2 separate regions of the Gadus morhua genome follow, and region 1 is linked to region 2. Evidence: chromatin contacts called from public Hi-C data. All regions are on one chromosome and are shown on one strand. Each heading gives the region's core, a stretch centred on a gene start, on an enhancer-like site or on the middle of the called end of the contact. The rest is flanking DNA. Distances are from core to core; before and after follow the strand shown. Region 1 holds the start of dnajc3a (DnaJ (Hsp40) homolog, subfamily C, member 3a). Region 2 holds the start of LOC115532901 (muscleblind-like protein 2a).

Evidence for each region. A called contact is a pair of places that touch in the nucleus more often than the background predicts.
Region 1: a Hi-C map of blood shows a contact between it and region 2, with 7 times the contacts expected there. The contact joins the promoter of dnajc3a here to the promoter of LOC115532901 in region 2. A contact is called at or near these places in 3 of 6 Hi-C or Micro-C datasets (blood, gill and heart).

What each region holds. Positions count from the first base shown.
Region 1 is chr20:2,005,829-2,008,528 of gadMor3.0, forward strand. dnajc3a (DnaJ (Hsp40) homolog, subfamily C, member 3a) reads right to left here and starts at 1,448. Exons shown (of 12, transcript XM_030342656.1): 1 at 1,173-1,448; 2 at 564-674. The coding sequence starts at 1,251. It overlaps LOC115532776 (claudin-10), which reads right to left. Exons shown (of 5, transcript XM_030342657.1): 4 at 2,591-2,698; 5 at 1,776-2,114. The coding sequence ends at 1,910. LOC115532780 (a long non-coding RNA gene) reads left to right here and starts at 1,498. Exons shown (of 3, transcript XR_003974117.1): 1 at 1,498-1,649; 2 at 1,920-2,041.
Region 2 is chr20:1,865,904-1,868,603 of gadMor3.0, forward strand. LOC115532901 (muscleblind-like protein 2a) reads right to left here and starts at 1,335. Exons shown (of 12, transcript XM_030342929.1): 1 at 1,198-1,335.

The DNA.
Region 1 (2,700 bases), core at 198-2,697, 140 kb after region 2:
GCAGTATAAGGTCACAAGCTCACGTTTGGCGGACGTTTTATTCCAAAGCGTCTTACAGTACTGTGAATACACACATTATTGGCCTCAGTAGAATCAAACCCTCAAACATGGAAATTTGAATCTAGATTAAGATACACAGGACCACATACACACAGACGCATGTATCCATATAGGGCTTTTACACCGCAACATGACATTGCAATGACCGTTTCCATTTTGGAAGCATAGGAGCATTGGGCAAATGTTAGAAGAGAAAGTCTTAATGTATTTAGTCATGGTTTTTCTGTCTTTCTTTATTTATCCGTGAAATAATCCGTTATTTAGGGGACTCTTGATGTTTAAACTACCCCAGCATTTCCAGTACAATCTTCATCTAAGACATGGCACAACCAAGCTTTCACTAGCCCATGTTACAGTTTATTCATCTTTACATAAGGATGTAACGGTAGGACAATTCTCTGGAGTCCTATCAATATGTATGAGTACCGCCCAGACATGCATTCTGCTGTACCAGCCCTATTAAAGTGTTCATAACAGGTGAGTGGTGGCATGTTGTCCCTTACCAACAGCAGCGTGGAAGTGTGAGAGAGCATCAGCCAGCTGTCCCGCCGCCAGGAGCTTCTTCCCCATCGCCAGGTGACTCTCCACACTCCCGTCCGTGTCACAGTTCACTCCTGGGGGACAAACAGCAGTGAGAAGCAGGACTTGAGTCAGATGCACAGGGAACCCTTGTGATCCACCCTTGGCTTCAAAGCTGAAAAGTAATACTCGACCGACCACTGAACAACAACACAACAGCAGGTGAAAGTGGAAGTACGCCTTGTGTTTAATGATCCACCCGGCTACCTCAGGACCTCAGGTCCTCTTCAGTAAGTCTGTATTCCGTATCTACCTAGAAATAAGCAGAACACATCGAGAATGTAGCCCTGGATAAGAGACTATGTTCTCCAAACCAAGAAGCAAAAGCATTTTTCCTGCTGGCAGAAACCCTGACAGCGAGCTAGCTGGAGTTAGCTGGAGTTAGCCTGAGTTAGCACGTCTCCTGCTGCTCCCCAAGTTCAGACAGGACGGTCTGAAACACAGGGACCACGATCCAAACCCAAATACACAAAGTGTAACTTCCCAAACGAGCCAAGGCAGAGAGGGTCAACAGAGAACCAAGCTTCACCTACCTTCATAGCGGAGGTCGATCAGCACCAGAGCGTAGGGGATGTAGGTCAGAATGTGCTGCATAGAGCTCATGGAGACCATGATTCAGAATCTCCTTCTTCTTCTTCCTCCTCCTGCTCTTTTTCGTCTTCTTTAATCACAGCTTTCACCTTGTTGAACTGGGGTTAGGAACGATCCTGACAGTGACATGGGGTGACAGCTACAGCGGTTTGAGGTAGCACCACTTCCCTATGCAAGACATCGAAGACCCAACACAATGCACACGGCCGGTCGTGGGGGGCGCCGATTGGCTGAGCGATCGGGAGGCCCCGCCCCCCAGGCGTGGATCAACGGAGAGGGGCCACGACAGCCCTGTCAGAACGGGGGCCACATCACTGGGTTGTTTCGATGCAAATTAACTTGAATAAACAAAGATAGTTTCCTCCACAGGGGATTCGAGAGAAATTTAATAAGAATCGCTACCGGAAAAGACAGCTGTAGTAAGTATGATGTAATATGTCATCATAGTGTATTCTACACATGGCATTATTTTATTGGTAGGATTGCAGGATCGAAGTAGGCTTTACACAATGGCTAATATACATAAGTACACACAACATCAATAATAATAGTAACATTCTTTATTATTTACTTGACTTTTATTCGCCGATATCTAAAAACAGAGCAGGATATATACAATAAATACACAGGCAACGGAATACAATCTAAAACAAACTTTAACATTGTGTTCATCTCCTGGTCACACATAGGCGTTGGAGGAGTACGTCTTGCTGCTCCTGGTAACAGAGGAGGCTTTGCTGGCCCTGCCTCCTTCACTGCTACCCTGGGAGGACTTCCCCCCCAGGTCCCCCGCTGAGCCTATAGACGAGATGTAGGTCCCCTTGCCCGAGATAGCTCTGTAGTCCACAGGGACGCTGTAGTCAGGGACACCTTTGGCCTTGGAGCTGTATGGGGGTGTAGTTGGTGTTAGACGTACCGTTCTGGGCTGAACGAAACCTTTATCTATCCAGGTTGAATACACTGAGATATGAGGGAAGGTACGATTGAGGCAAAGGTTTAGGTAATGCTTCAGTCCTCGTCAGTATAAGGGAAGGGGAGATAGAGCAGACACCTTTGCCGATATTGTATAACACTTTGGAAATAGGACCTGACCAGCGACTAAACAATAACAGGAGTGAGCTGTAGGGGCTGGTAACTATTCCTTAGGTGCTATAAAACAAAGAAAGATTGAAGAACAGTTTGAGTCTAAAGGACGTGTAGACACCAGAAGATATGTGCCCTTGTAATCTGAACTTTAGAAATACTTGAGCAACTGTGTACTCTTATAACCTACACTGCCAGCTCATAACGCTGATAACATGAACTAGTCTACGGGTTGAACGAGAGGAGCCATGTGTTCGACTGTGGGCCTTCACTGTACCTCGACTGGCATCCCTCCATCCCAGAGAAGATGCTGATCAGCAGACCTCCGACGACCAATAGGGTGGAGCCTGCCCAGCCGATGAACACGCCCACTCCGATCTCAAACCT
Region 2 (2,700 bases), core at 85-2,584:
CACTCCTCTGTGGGCCAGATAAGGGGCTCGGGGCTGGTAGCGGCTACAGCAGTGGGTCTGGGTATAACAGGAAGCAAAGAACAATGTCATCAAAGAGCCCATCAGGCAACAGATGATCCGTTTATTGTAAAGAGTTTCGAAAGGGAAGTGGTTGCAGGATAAGCCCAATGGCCTTTACGCTACGAAAGGTGCATGGTTGAAATTACGAAATGACTCCGCTGTCCGTTCAAAAGCCAATCTAAATACGCCTGTAGTCGCATTCACTGCTTTTCGTCAAAGAAACACGGCCATCAGAGTCTCTTCATGGCTGTGAACTGGCCGCATCGGCCCCGCCGCCACCGTACAGGGTTGGATTGGGTAGTTGATTAGCCTACATTTCGCTCTGGAACATCTCTGATGGACTCAATTTAACTGGGTCACCTTTACTGTGCCATGGCAGAGGAATACACTCGTGACATGCCTCTCATTCAGATTGAATCTCAGCATGGCACGAAAACGGGAGAATACATTGTATAAACGCATTGTTTAAGAGTAAGAATGTATTAAATATTCAAACAGAACCACCATGTTGGTATTTAAACATGTCAGACAACACAAGAAGCCACCCTATACACACGTAGAGTAAAGGGCTCTAATGTGTGCTTTCTCACGTGAATAACGTATGCAATAGAAAGATCATGTCAATACCACATGTTGGTTCCACAAGCTCACCCCCTGCTTAATGGTTAAGCGACCAGTATCTACCGAGTCTATATAGCCCATGCCTACCAAACAAGGGAATCACTGCTAAGAGTATGGACTCGGGTGACCTGGGAACAGGACACACACACTTAGTATTGGAACACACAGGAAGTCGCAGCGCAAGCAGAAAGAAAAAAAAAGAGTGCACTTCTCCAAAATGAAAGCGCTCATACAAAAGGAGAACTCTTTAACTTAGGACCTTCAGCAACTCGAACCCTGCGTCCACTCCCCCCTCCACTTAACATACGTCCAGAGCCATAACCTCCTCTCAGCTTTTAAGGCATGGTATTTAAAAGCATTATAAAGCAAATTCCTTTGGGCACAAGTCAGGAAACGGAGCAAGGGAAACTACCCACTCAAATGCTGCACGTTCCTCTGGAATCTCAGCCAACGTGTTGTGGGTAGTTACCCAGTCCTTTCCCAGTACGCCGTTGATCCAAACAAGAGCATATTTACCTTATTCCCACTGCCCCCACAACGGCTTAGTTCCACGGACCGTAAAGGAAAAGTAGTGTCTGCTCAACTGTCTAGCAGAAACCATAGGCAGAAACATTTCCAGCCGACCCCTTCCTGCCTGTCTGCCCGCCTCCCTTAAGGCCCTCCCACGTCTGGAGCCGGCCAATAGGAATCAGAGGCAGACACTGCAAATCTGGGAGACCATTCCACACTGACAGTCTTTCAGCAGCCTGTCCTAACTGAACCTTAACATGTAAGGTCTTTTGAGTATAGGCTTAGTGGAACGTTATCATTACAATCATACTTAATGATTGCACCTCGGTTTGAACAAATGTGTTGGTTTGAGCAAATATATAATTAGCCTCTACACATTCCAACAAGAATCTGAAAGTAAGTAATATGATCTGTACCTACTTAGGGGGCATATCAGTTACCTTTCACTTTTTGGGTTCAACTGAATTCAATTTTCCATTAAGCTGTTAACCGAATTGACATCTGAATTCAACAGACTCCAGGTCTCCTTGTCTGACGGACAGTTTAGCTCAGTTTTCGTTATCCGTTGGAGATTGCATATTAAATCCAACATTCTGCTTGCTGGCCACTCTTTTAAAGAGATAAGGAATTATGTCAGGTGTAGTTGGGATTATCAGATGATCTAATAATGTTTAAGTGTGCATCCCTTAAGAGCAGAAATACATCAGTAACAGTGGAATATTCTAGACTCAGACCTTGAGAAAGAAGCAGATGGCATATGAATTACAATGATATGGTGAACATTAAAGCTGATGTTTCTTATTGGATCCGAGTCTATGTATTAGTACATATCAGAATGTAGTCCTTTTACAATTAGATACAACTATTGCACCACTTTCACAACCCAATCATGATCGCTCTCGCATGCCCTACATATGTTCCTGCACGGATGACACATCTGTGTAATTGATTTTTTTCTAGGTCAATTTTCTGTCAACATTTATTTATGTATTATAATCGCCGTACAGCAGTTTGGCTGCAGAATATGTGTTTACTTAGTTGAGCCGTGTCCCCATGTGGCCTGGCCTTTTTTAAAACAGATAACACATTATCAGACCACCAGTGTGCAGACCAAACCGAACTTGTGACCGCAGCAGAACCAGCCCATGCATCGTGTCTAACATCATGTCTAACATCGTGTCTAACATCAGGTCTAACTCCCTCCAGCCGAGGCCAGCGCTGCGTTTCCCAACAGCCATGACAACACAAAATCGGACCAGCAGGCCTTTTTTAAAAACCTCCAGAAACACGAAAGCTAGCTCTGCAAAGACCATGATCCAGCACAGTGACACCACATAGCATGTAGCCCCAGCGGCTCGTCCGGGGCTCGCCTCGGAACAGGTCCGCTTAGCAGTATTAGCTCCAGGGTGACATGTCGTGGAGGACAGCCATCAGTCGTGAGGGGCAGAATTAATGGCTGTTGGGAAATACACTGTCATCCGCACATCCGACCGCACAAAACCTCGGCTG